Regions from separate parts of the Athene noctua genome. Here region 2 is linked to region 1. Evidence: chromatin contacts called from public Hi-C data. All regions are on one chromosome and are shown on one strand. Each heading gives the region's core, a stretch centred on a gene start, on an enhancer-like site or on the middle of the called end of the contact. The rest is flanking DNA. Distances are from core to core; before and after follow the strand shown. Region 1 holds the start of WHAMM (WASP homolog associated with actin, golgi membranes and microtubules). Region 2 holds the start of C13H15orf40 (chromosome 13 C15orf40 homolog).

Region 1 (6,757 bases), core at 1,850-4,349:
CCTAAGTGAAGCATATGAATGCTTTAAAACCACTTTCTCGCAGAAAAAAAGCCAAAAGGTTAGTCAGGCATCAAAGTTATCACAGCTTCTGCAGAAGCTTTCACATGAGCTTTGCTTTCAAACTACTTTTTATGGTCTTTGTAGTTTCAGGTACTTGCTATCACCTCAAATTTATTTCATCAATATTTTACTAATATTCCTGAGGATTACTCAGCTAACAAAGTCAACACAGACAGTGACTTATTAGAAAGCAACTTCCTGAACCCATGAAAAATGCTAACTTACTTCTGACTCTTTGCTTTTATATCAATGACTGAAACAGTCCAGCCTACCGGATCTGTAAGAAAACACACACAGAAGTTCACCATTTGTCTTCTGGCACTGCAGACATGTGTGTGGATTCTACAGCTAACAATATCTTACTATAGACTAAAACACTGAAGTTAGGCAGAAATACTATTTATGCTAAAGGCGATAAAATAAATCATGCAAATTCTAACATATTAAACAGAAAAAAGGTCTTGACACATACCAGAAAATGTTGTCTGGCTCCCGCAAAGACTTTTTTCCCCATAATTATAACAGTAAGGCTTGCTTTAGAAGCTACTGCTAACTAGAAAAGTGAATTAACAAGTATTTCTCCTACCAAAATGAAATTAAATGACATAAATTAAAATGAGCATAATTAAGCTCGTCTGGAACCCTGCTGCCTAAATAAGATTTTCAGATGATTGCTCAGTGTTTGCTCAGTTTACAAGCACAGATACAATTACAGTGAAGAATGTTTAAGTCCGTGACCATCAATTATCGAAAATACATAACAAAGAATGTTACTACCTAAAAACTTGCCTTCTATCTTAAGACGTCATAAATTCTTCTGATAGCTCAGATGGCATCAAACTTCACATTTATTTCCCCTAGTAAAAATTCACACAAAAGCAATTCCCTGCCACCTTCCTATGACTGCAGTTGGAAGACTTATTGCTGTAACCCTAGACCGCCTCTTTGCTCAGATAGGGACATGCCAGCAATGAGCAATGGAACAAATATAGATGTGCCCCGGCTGTCCTTCAGCAGTGTGCTACTTGAGTGTCACCAGGATGAATGTCATACACTGAGAAAAGACACTGAAGGTTGATTCCTGGATCTGAAGTACATGGAACAATTATAGAAAGCCCTCGCTAAAGCCAGAGCACCCTCTCACTTTCTGAGGTGGTATTAATAAACCCTGCAGAGTGCAGTCATTGACTCTAGGTGTGATTTTCAAGGCTGTGGTGTTAGGCAGAGTATCGTGTGTGGGATAGACAGAACATGCATTCTGCACAAACTAGCTCAAATGACTGAACGCATGCTTACAGCATTGCTGCACAATAAATGGAAGTACCTGGTTTGTTCTTGGCAAACATTTAATGGCAAAGTCCTCTCTATTAAATTAGCAGAAGCTTTACTATGGGGTTGTCTGTAATCAAGAACAGATTCTAGAAAAAAATATTAAAATTCAGAAAAAATCAGAACTCATAATGTTGCACACACTTATTATACACATACACACATCCTCACCCTGTATGTGTACTCTAGACCTCTGGAGAGCTGATTATAGTGAAGAAAGCGACCAATGGCCCAGCTAGGGAGGGTTCTGATGGGAACAAATCCCTTCTGTCTGCAGTAATGGTTCACCTGATAAAACCCAGGCTGTATATTACCACCGATTGTTGTGATTACTGTAACACTTGAGCTTTATGTATCCTCTCAAACCCACAGCTGTCCGGCATACATAATCTCTGCTTGCAAATACGCTATGGAGCCAGACGTGCTGGCAGGAGGTTTTTAAGCACGTTTGAGAACATTGCATTATATATGTCTTGAGCTCAGGGGACAGCGCAAGGGAAAGCATCTATTGGATCTTGACACAGTTTTTTTCCTCCTTTTCCAATTAAACTTGGTGTCATTTCCTTACATTTCTAGCAGTGCAATTGTTTGCTGTTTTGGTAAGAAATTACAAGTTAATTACCCATGTAGTCATGATCTCATTACCTCTGACAGTGCCTCTATCATCTGAGACATCAGAGCAGAAATGTTTTCATATAAATGATGTAGCCTTTGCTGAAATGTTAACATTTATGCTCTCTGACAGATTTTATTATTTTTTTCAAATAAGAACTTATTTTTGCCCTATACTGTTCAGCTACACTATCTTGCAGGCCTTGTTGAAAAATCAGTTGTGTTAGCCTTGCTTCCAATGACTAGAATATAACATTCAGTTTACTGTGAATTAAATTCAGCCTTGCACACAAGGCCTGAGTAAGAGGTATGTGCTAGATACAAGCACCTTTGCTCTCCACTCCCCTCAGAGGCTGGTGATGTGATACTTACGCACTGTAGTAAGTATGACAATGTTAGGACTGATTTTGGTTTAAGGACAAGCACCCCTGACTGCAGAGTGGTTTGTGGCCATGGCCTCTGGTGGTGTGGCACAGCAGGCGCTGGGGCCTGGGCTCACCCGCCAGCCCCAGGGCTCCAACGCTGGCACGGGATAGGGCATATCTCCATTTTAAAGCGCAGGGAAGGAGCTGGCTTTGGGGAAGAAGCTGTGAAATTCTGCCGGGCCCGTGGGAACGATGACTGGTACGCACACAGCTCGCACACAGCAGTTTTCCCTCAGCCAGCGGCCAGAGCAGCCAACAGCTCCAGGCGGGTGACGGGAAATGGCGGAGGCCTGGCGCAGCGCGGGAACACCCAGAGGTGAGGCCGTGCTCCGTCCCGCAGGGCCGTGTGTCCTGTGCACCCTGCCCACCGCTCTTCACAGAACCTCCTCGTTTCACAGAAACCACCTTTCCCCTGCGCGCTCGGGGCCTCTCTGCCTGCGCCGCGCAGCCTCGCCGCCCGCTCCCAACTCCATGGCTTATTCCCGCGCCAGCGGGATGGAGGCCGATGCCCCGCCCCATCCGGAAGTCCCGTCCCTAGACCCGCCCATCTGTCGACGCCCGCCAATAGGACCGCGAGGTGCCGGCGACGCGGCGCGAGGGTCCCGCCCCCTCGCCTGGTGCGCGCGGCGCCTTTAAGGCCTGTCGGTTTCTGTTTCGCTGCGCGGCCGCCGCCATCATGGAGCCGCAGCCCGACAGCCTGGAGGGGTGGGTGGCCGTGCGCGACACCGCCTTTGCCGAGCCTCGGCCGCCGCGGCTCCGCTTCCTCGTGGCCTGGAACGATGTGGAGGCCGCCTTCGCCGTGACCTGCCACGGCCGGGCGGAGGCGGCGGCGCAGGCCCCGCAGAGCTGGGCCGGCCTCTTTTCGGCGCCGGCCCTGCGCGGCGTCCACCGGCAGCTGGCGGCCGTCTGCCCGCGCCTGGAGCCCGCCTTCCCCGCGCTGCCGCCCGCGCTGCCCGGCGCCGCCGCCGCCGGCGGGCTCTGGGCCGTGCTGTTCCCCGGCGGCGCGGCGCCGGGTGAGGCCGAGGTGCAGGAGCTGTGCCGGGAGCTGGAGCTCTACCTGAGCTGGGCCCTGGAGCTCTGCGGCGGCCGAGTGGTGCTGGACGCCCTCTTCGCCGCTGACCGCTGCCACGACGACGAGTACTTCGAGAGTCTCCACGAGCTCCGCGGGAGGGCCCTGCGCGGCCACCTGGCCCGGGCTAAGGAGGCCCTGCGGCGGGTACGGGCCGAGGGGCCGGGCGGGAGGGGGCGGAGGGGCCGCCCTGCAGCGCCGGCGGGGCCTGAGGGGGCCGGTAGGCGCCTGTGGCCTGGCCCGGGCCTGCTGGCCTGAGGGAACGAAGCGGCCGGAGGGTGCGGGGTGGGGGTGCTGCAGGGCCACCTCCCGCTCTCCCTGCAGGCAGGAAAATGTTTTCCTCTCTGTCGGATCGCCGTCACTGTTCGGTGCTGCAGCAGAGCTTCCAAGCGCATCTGTGAGCCTCAGCTTTAGCACCTCTCGCTCACTTGGGAGCTGAGTGCGTGAGGCTGGCAGCCTCTGCTCAAGAGCCGCAGGCACTCAGGCCAGACTCACATGTGAGCAAGGGTGACCAAGTTGGTAATACCACCTTGCTCCTAGTATCGGCCAATGTTCAGATTTGTGCTTACACAAACACTTTTTTTGATTGTCTGGGAACTGCTAAGTCAACTTTCTCAAGCACGGAGTGCCATTAGACTTTGTAAGTTTATTAAGTGGGGAATAAGCCAGCTCCAGGTGGGCAGTCAATAGAAGACACTGGGGCACACACTTGAGCTGCAAGCACTCTTACAAAAACACATTGCTAAAAATATCCAGCAGTGTTGTGAAATGGGTGGAACAGTAACCAAAAGGGAGAGTACGATCATGTTCTAATTCCTAACCTCTCTGTGAAGGTCTCAGACTTGCAAGTGGAGGATTCTCAGGGTTTTTTTTTTCCTCAGCTTTTATATTAAAACCAAACTTAGCCATGGGCCTATGCCAAATACCCTTCTTGTAGTTGGAGAAATTGTGTTACTTTTTTTAGGTGTCAAATTCTGGCCTAATGATTGTATGAACTAATGATGTTAGCCCTTTCTCCCTTTAGTACCATAAGTTTCTTCTTGCTATAGATGTGTAACTGGCTTTTTTTTTTTCCCCTTGTAGTAAGCATGAATTTAAAGGATGCTATCTAGTAACATGGTTGCAATTAAGACATTGGTATGTAAAAGCAAGAGTTACAGATATTTTAAGCTCACCAGTGTGTTGCTGCTATAGTTTTCTTGCAGTATCTGTTAGCAGTTCATTTGTTGGCAAAGTAAGGTGAAAGGTGTTTTATGAAAACGATCATGCTTTGGAATACAGTTAAGACAGTGGGCTTTAGCCTTCTGTTTCTGAAAGACACTTTTTAAAAAGACGATTTTAGTTTACATGAACTTCATGTACAATGTTGTATATAAAAGCTGTCGTTTCTGTAACAGACTATAACAGTTTGTGGCCCAGTTAGAAATATGTTCTAGCCACCATGCTCTTTTGCAGGCAGCACAGACATGTACAGCCATGTGGCAGTTTGGGTTTGGTGGTTAGTATAACAGAGCCAGTTATTCTGCTATTTCCAACTATATTTTAGATATACCTAAACATACTATAGAGTATTGTTGCGTTTACAGGTCTGACAGGGACATAAATTCATTCTATTGCAGTCTAGACCAAGTTACTCAAGATTCTAGAAATAAAACCTGCCCCTTCCGGCACTAAACTAGCTTGAAGTATCAGAGCATCTTTCTTCCCTTTTTACATCCATGTCCTTCTCAAGTACTTCATTCTCTGGACCAGGAATTTAATTTTGAAGAATGCAGAAGATACTGGTACAAGATGAAAGAGACTAGTGTTGTGTAAATACTTGTGTATGTGTGTTCAAAGACAAAGGAAAAAACGTAAGAGCAATACTGTTACAACAGAGTTGTCAGTTGGGCTAATGATGAACCAGAATTTTGTGAAAATAGTATCAGATTGTGTAAATTCAAGGGTTTTACTTTAAAACAAAGTGTCACCCCTCCCCTGCCCCCCCAAAAAGCAAGCCCACCCCAAACCCTTGTATAATGAATAATTGTCTCATGAGTTGAGTTTAAAATTTCGCTAATGCTTCCCCTGTACTCACTATAAACATCCTCCAAGAGCAGCATGACCCTCACTACTTTGAGTATGGGAACCAGAAAGGAACTATTGTGTTTCTGTTTGGCCACAATAGTGGAGAAAAAGCAGACTCTTCGATTGCTGCAGGTGGGCTGTAGGGTACCATGGGCTTCTGGGGAAGCCTGCGGCCACAGGGCTTCTGGCATTATCAGAAGTGTTGTAGTTCAGATCCTCCTGTTCCCCTGTCCTGCCTGTGCTCGGCCTGGAGGGAGGATGGGTGGGAAATGCCCTTCAGCAGACTTCCACAGACTTTCCCCAGGGAAATGGCTCTACAGCTGGGAACTTTGCTCCTGCTGTCTTACGCAGACTCAGCCGGCAAGAGCAAAGGTGATGGTTTAATTTCAGTGCTTTTCAGTTGCAACACAATCAAGCTTATGTTTCTAATGCTTTTTCTCGTTGTAGCACCAAATACTCGCTATTCCCTTCCCTCCTTACAGAGCTGTAGAGCAAGCACTGGCCTTGCAGGAAGGTCTGTTTCTCAGTGGAGCTTAGCTGTGTTCTCTCAGCTGGCTTACTCTATCCTGGCACACAGTGTACACCATGGTCTCTGCTAGCTACTGCCAAGAAATTATCTTTGAAGCCGTGATTGGTGGCAGAAAACAAATGCAATTGAGGGGGTTTCCAACTTCTAATTTTGTCATAGAAGCAAATAAACATGTTAATTAAGGACTAGTATATCAGAAAGGTGGTTGCTCTGTGGAAGAATTACAACTCACAAATGTAATATCACTAGAACTGAGATTAAGATATTATAAATTATACAAATGTTAAAGGAATTTAACTGCAGTGTAGATCAGATATGTAAATCTGTTTCTGAATTCTTAATTTTGAAAGTGGCAGTCTGATTTTTCTGTGCCCCAAGTCAGAAATTCTGGATCCAGAAACTCGTTTCATATTAGCAGGCATTTAGTAATTGTGGAAGCAGTGCAAGAGCTAGTTTAAGAATACCTTCCTTGTCCTTCCAGCATACAGACTTCCACAGTTTTCTATCTGTGTTTATAAAAAGCAGCAACCAAGTCATCTGCACACAGCTATTAAGAGTTTCTGTGGTGAAAGCCTGAGGCGTGATACTCCTTGCAGTTTCCCAGTGCAATATGCAAGAATTAGTGCCTTTAGCAGTGTGGTGTTAAAGATATTTCCAGCTAGGGGT
Region 2 (6,757 bases), core at 2,878-5,377, 130 kb after region 1:
GGTTGTTCAGGTGATTCTGCCTGTGAGATCAACAACAGTATATTGGCTTCAAACACATTCATTTTAGATGTACATATGTGCACACAGGGCAAAACTGCACCCAGTACTGGCCACTAGATTCTGAAGAGAACATTCTTCTTGGGTCTTTACCATCCAGACTCATCCTTCTGTACCACTTTTCACATTGAAGGCTGTCACTCCAAGCCTTTCACTTTGTTAACCAAAGTTTGTTTCAGTAGGAAACAAGTTTTCTAAACCATTTGTTTATGGACCAGGAAAGAGGACAAATCTTACTCACAGGAAACTCTCCTGAGGGGGAAAAAAATCTGCAGTGACAGAAGCAGATACAGAGCCTCAGTAAAGACAAGTTTTTCTAACCAAGCCTACACAACAACTTCAACTATACAACGGTTATACTAACAAGGGGGGGGAAGAAGTATCTTTCCCTAGTCATTACCCACATTCTCAACAGGACTAGCTTTACATAAGAAAGAATATCAGTCCATTTACCAAGATGCATTGTCCCATTTCTCGCTCTTGTTTTAGGTCAACTGGAAGCTTCTTTTTTCAGTTTTTCTAAAATCTCATCTGGTGTCACCGATACCAAAATCTTCACCACTTTTTCACGTGATTTACCACCCTGATTTAGATACACATACAAGAAAAAAAAACATCTTTCAGCGAATCACCACCATATACACATTCAAAAAAAAATTCTCAGTTTTAAAAATAACTTTAAAAATAATTCTTAAACTGTGGGTATGCAGAATTAACAGCAGAAAAGACAGGTCATCAATGCCCTTTCGAGATATTTGAAAGGAGGAAAACAACGTCTTATCTACTCTCTTTCTAAAACTGGATACAGCTCCCAGAGCATGCCCTGAATTGATGCTCTTTTTATAGGCTAGAATGAAAAGCAAGGAGTGGTAAATTTTCATAATTCACTTGTATCATCTAGAAGCAAGACTCCAAGTAATTTGCAGGTTTGTTTTTAAAAAGCAGGTGTGTACCTATAGATTTATAGTTGATAACTGTGTACTTTCAGATCTTTCTTCAAAAGTTGTCTCCCACAGGGTATTAGTCTTAAACTGAGTTCTCAGATTGATAATATCAACCAAATTAAAAGCAATCACACTGTATATAACCTATAAGATATTCAGATTCATACAGCATGAAATATTATTGACCTGTTTTTGTATTACTGAAAAAAAAGGCTATTTTACATAGGAACTGGCACATCTGCAACCTCATTTCACACTGCCTGAAGACACAACTTTGCTAGTATTCAGTAAACCATGAGAAACAAGTTGCTTGCTGATCTGCAGCCTGGCAAAAACTTTGAAATGCCCACAAGGGACATTCTGAAGGAAAAAAAAAAAAAAAAAAAAGTCCTTTACTATAAAAAAAATAGCATGAAATTTAAAATTTGAAGCAGTCTAGCCAGCTGATGATGAAAATCAAGGCCCTTGCATAAAAATCCAGTAATCTCAGTTTTATATTGGATCATTTCCCACCAGTTTCCTGATTTGGATTGGTTTTGTTGATGTTAGCACTTATCATAGAGCAAGTAGCACCTAAGAGAGCAACCAGTACCAGAAATCACTTGCTGTTTACACCTAGTAGATCAGGATGGAAAAATCCAACCCACAGGTAAAATACAGACTTCACCACAATGCTGCACTGAGAACAAACAGCAGCTTGTGAAAAAGAAACACTAGCATGTAATTATTTGGACACCACAGGTTAGAACAACTGAGTCAAGGTCAGACAACACTGGCCCCTTTTATATTCAACTCTGCTTAGCACTTCTAAGAACAATTTAGTCAAACCTGAACATCCCTTTAAGGTAGAAAAACAATGTTATCTGTAAAATGTTGATAAACAAATGAGATAGTTTGCCCATGATTCAGTAAAAACAGTGCACAATTTCGGCAACACAGTGCACAATTCATTGATCACATCACCATTTACCACTGTCCTTTAACAGGCTTCGACTGCTACATGAAACCAACAGGCAAAAATAAAAAGCACAATTTTGCATTGTGCTCTTATATTCATAAACTATAAATGAACATGGCTGGAAAGACTGACTTTAAGTAGAATGAATTAATGAAACAAATTATTTATTCAGTGCAATGAATAAAACAGAGAGTTTCCACTTGCCAAAGTCAAGACATGTAAATTCTAATACAAAGAAACTCTTGAGGTCCAGCTATAATTCGAGTGCTTATATATGCTCTTGCTTATGTGTGACAGCTGTCAGAAACTTTTCACTCAAATACAGAAGATACTTCAAAAAACAGAAATGAAAAGTTATTAATAAAATGCAGATTCTCTGCAAAGCACAAATTTTGTGAACTGCACTGGATACAAAAACAGGAGAATCTTTGAAGAACACAAAATAGGAACCACACAAATTTTGGATTAATACATCACGATGATAACTATTCTGATTAAAGATCCCAAGATCAGCTGTGGTTCTTCTTACACTTGGTTTGTTCTCAATGAATTATTTCATTAACCCAACTAAACACTTTTAAAGTGTCTTTTGGACTGAACTTGTAGAGTAGTTCCCTGTACTCAAGGAATAAGTTTCAAAATTGCAGTAGAACAAGACTGAAAAGAAAACAAACAAAAAAAAAGGAAGTACCTTCTCTAAAATAACTTCACTCTTCTTCACTTCTAGCACCTTAGAGAGGTAGCGACACAGCTCTGCATTCGCCTCCCCTTCTGATGGAGGGGCAGCAATAGCTACACCTACTGCCTCAGCTGTCACATCTGCAACAAATATTTATTAATTTTATGCTCAAAATATTCAAAACATCCAGTTACTGTCTCCTAAAAGTGAATGTTTACGTTTCCAGAAGCATTTTAATGTAAAACCAAACAGACTTACAGTAGGTAATGACATTTTTACACTTCACAAATCCCCTTAGGTTAAAACTGTTAGCCAGTACAAAGATAATCTTCTGATAGAAAGAACAGCCAGACCTTGAGGGTGCAGCCATGAATTATCAGTTTTTACACAACTGGGGCACAGTTCTAAGCCCCTCTCTATATTGCCCATTCTGATGCAGGCGTAATCCAGTTTGGCATCGTGGTGGGTAATACAAATCAGGTTACCTCACCAAAAAAAACATGATAAATAAGTTTGTCCAGAGAGCTATGCCATCATCAACAATTTCCTCGTGTTGCCAGTTGAGCCTGGATACCCTACTACAGTCCACATCATGAGCCTCATACACACACGCCTGTATAAAAAGCACTTTTGATTTGTAGATAAGCAAGCCCAGATCTGCAGAGGGAGAACACATTTTATTAGATCAAACTTCTGCAGCTCAACTACAGCCGCACAACCTCTCTGGATGCAAACAGCACGCACAAAGTGACCCACGTCAAACTGAAGGGCTGCTCAAAGGGGTTTGCCGTTACTCCTTTCAAAAAAAACCCAACAACAAAAATAAAAACATGCAGAGGGATTTACATCGTGCTCATTGCACCACCTAGCGGAACCTGCGGGGGAACGGGAAAGAGCTGCTACCGGCTTTCTGTAAATGACTACTTTCTTCCGTTTTCGGAATATTTATTTTTCCAACTCAGTGGCTAGGGAGACGCTCGTCAGAAAGGCCCGTGAGCACAGCAGCCTCCCCGGTGCGGGCGGTTATTCCCCGAGCGGCGGCGCCTCGCGTCCCGCCTCCGAAGCGGCGACCGGAGCATCTTAACGCCCGCCCCCCCGCGCGGGGCCGCACCTGCCTCCTCCGCGCCCCTCCCCGCGGGAGATGCGCCCCCCCAGGCGCGGGAAGGCCGGGCAGGGCGGCCCGCCGCGCCGGCAGCCCCACCTGTGACGGCGCTGCACCGGGAGCCGGGCTTGGCGCGGACCGCCACCCTCACGCAGCCGTCGGCCGCCGCCACCACCGGTCCCGCGGCAGCAGCGCCCGTCTCCGCGGGCCCCTTCCCGGCTCCTTTTCCCTGAAACAGAGGAAGAGGCGCGGTCACCGCGGTCCCCACCCGGTGCCCGCTCCCCGGGGGTCCCCGCCCGCACCTTGCGGGGCATGGCCCCGCCGCCCCTCGCCGCCGCCGCCAGCGGCCGCCGGAAGCGGGCGAGGCCCGGCATGGCGCGGCACCGCCCTTCCGGCTACACCGCCCCGCCCCGCCGCATGGCCCCGCCCCCGCCGCCGGGCTCCGCCCCCGCCGCCGTGTGCGCGGCCAGGGCCGGGCCGGGGCCGAGCGGGCGGTGGCGGTGCCGGGGCAGCCCGGTGGCGGTGCCGGGGCAGCCCGGGGCCCCGCTGCCTTCTCCCGGCACGGCCCGGCGCAGCGGTCTCTCGCCCAGCCCCGGCTGCCGGCAGCTTGCTCACCCCCGCCGCGTCCCAGCCACGCCTTCGCGACTCGGCTGAGAGAAGAACCCGCGGAGGGCGCTGACGGAAACTTGTCAGGGCAGGTGGCTGGGAATACAGAACCACAGAGCCGCCTGGGTTGGGAAAGCGCCTGAAGATCATCCAGTCCAACCCTTAAGCTCACACTGACAGCTCCCATTACACCCGAGCCCCAGCGCTATGTGGAATGCACGGCTTGCTTTGAGACCTAGGACCTGCCCGACCGTCCGGGGAGCAGGCAGTTTAAGAGAAATTAGAGAAAAAAGAAGTTCTTTTTTTTTTTTTTTTTCCTCCCGTGTTCTCAAATTATTACTTTAGTGTAAGTTTGGGGAGGGTACAGGATTTTGTACATGGAGACATTCTACTTCTACACAGCACATTCCGCATGACACTGAATATTATATACATACATCCATTGCATCGAAGTAGTGTATGCAATCCATAAAACCAGTTGCACACAATCCTTAGTTCATACTAATTTTTTAGTATGATAAAATAACATCATTACAAGTCTTGTATTCTCCTTTTCACACTATACATTTTCTTATAGGCACATATGTATATACAGTGGCTATTTCCATAACCAGCTCTATGTTCCAAAACATCCCTTCTGAATTAAGAGAGATTCTGGAAAGATCTGTTTGTTGCTGAATTTAACTTACGTGTTTCTTCAGTGAAGCTGCAGATGCTGTCTGCAGGGCTAAGTTCGTTAATTCTCCACAGCTCATCCAAACAGCCAAGATGATAGCAATATGAATCCATCTTTGCGGATGTACTTCAAAAAATATAGTAGCAATTCATGTCCGTAGGGTCATTCCAAGGTCATTTTGGAAATACGTGTAAGCTGGAACTACAGCAGCAGCTTTACTGTCTTTTTAGGACAGGTTAGGGAAAACGTACACAAGAAGTTCATAATGATTAAGGATTTTCCAGTTCAGAAAATGAATTTTACTACATGAGAAATGAAGGGGTGAAAATACAAGGCAATTAATCACAAGATACTATTTAAAACAACCTTCTCAATATACAGAGCATTTATTCCACTTGACAATTTGGTAAGAGGAAAAGCTAAATTACATTCTGCCAATAATGATGCAGAGAAAATAGCTTTTCTGGTACCTCTCAAACTAGTTTTGTTCTCAAAATTTTATACATTCATGTAGTTTCATAGGATTTTAACTGCTGTCAATAGTGAGCTGAAGTCCACTGATACACAGAGGCATTCGAGATGATCATGTGGAATTAAGTATAAAATATGATTTCTGGTATCTGTCCATCTTCTATTGATGTACCGTTGTTGTTACCTGGTGAACTATAAAAGACAAAGCATGTTTTGCTAGCAGTAGGAGATTCATGGATCACTTTCTTCAAACCTTTTGTTCCATAGTGGGAATCAGGACCCTGAAAAATATCAGAAGGGATTAGCAACTGAATGGAAGTGGGCAGCAAGACCCATAAAATGTCGAAGTTCTAACATTACTGACTTAGGTTATTTTAATAGTATAAAATTTCTGTACCCACATTATTTAAGTTATATACAAAATCACAGGCAACAGAAGCAAGTGCACTATGTCTAGCTAACAAAGAAAAGTTTCTCTGACAGCTTGATTTTATCCAACCCCCTCAACTTTCATTTCTGTATAGGGAATTATATTTAAAAGAATATTAAAAGATTTTGGAGAAAACTGAATAAATAAATTTGTCCATAACATTAAGAGAAGACTTTCCTGGAACAGTAATTCCTTCCTATATTTCAGCACTAGAATACAATAAGTGATTAAAAAAAACCTTTCTGTTTTCTTGACTCTAGCTAGTCATTAGAATAAAAGAAATCAAACACATTTTGATAAAGAGCTTCCAGATTAAATATTCTAGATAGTGCTTTTGCCCACACAGAACCAGTGACTTCCAGAAGGACTCATTCTAACTCTTACATCAAGCCAGAAAGTGGGGAGGCACAAAAGATCCAGTTACAAATTCTGTGCTGTGGCACAGAAGTCTTACAGTTACTTAGCAGACTTACAAGTTACTGTGGAGTTTAACTACATCCTGCTTTAGCACTAAACTTAAAACAAATTCAAGATCTAGAAGACACTTTTCCATCAGAAGACAGATAAAAGAACAATTCTTGCATCAAAACAGTATTTTCTTCTGGACTGTTAGGCATTCTTACTTTCAACGTTGCACAAGCTGTGTAGCAAACGGTTGGCAAAATCTCTATAGGTTCTTTGAACATAACTCTGAATGTACTGGCTGTTCCATCACAACTAAACCCAGTATCGTTTTGTCCTAGAGTTTGATTCTTCTCATAATCAATTATCTGTACAAAAACATGAAAATAGTATTTTTAGGTTTACAAGCTGGAGAAAGATTCTTATTGTTTG

What was found. Hi-C and Micro-C count contacts between places; a contact is called where the count stands out from the background.
Region 2: a contact with region 1 is called in a Hi-C map of heart, with 1.8 times the contacts expected there. The contact joins the promoter of C13H15orf40 here to the promoter of WHAMM in region 1. A contact is called at or near these places in 2 of 2 Hi-C or Micro-C datasets (heart and liver).

Annotation. Positions count from the first base shown.
Region 1 is chr13:5,210,728-5,217,484 of bAthNoc1.hap1.1, forward strand. WHAMM (WASP homolog associated with actin, golgi membranes and microtubules) reads left to right here and starts at 3,100. Exons shown (of 10, transcript XM_074917300.1): 1 at 3,100-3,642. The coding sequence starts at 3,103. It overlaps FSD2 (fibronectin type III and SPRY domain containing 2), which reads right to left and starts at 991. Exons shown (of 13, transcript XM_074916679.1): 1 at 838-991.
Region 2 is chr13:5,343,095-5,349,851 of bAthNoc1.hap1.1, forward strand. C13H15orf40 (chromosome 13 C15orf40 homolog) reads right to left here and starts at 4,128. Exons shown (of 5, transcript XM_074917024.1): 1 at 4,043-4,128; 2 at 3,840-3,969; 3 at 2,651-2,778; 4 at 511-640; 5 at 1-20. The coding sequence starts at 4,114. The coding sequence ends at 548. BTBD1 (BTB domain containing 1) reads right to left here. Exons shown (of 8, transcript XM_074917356.1): 7 at 6,547-6,693; 8 at 4,673-5,774. The coding sequence ends at 5,616.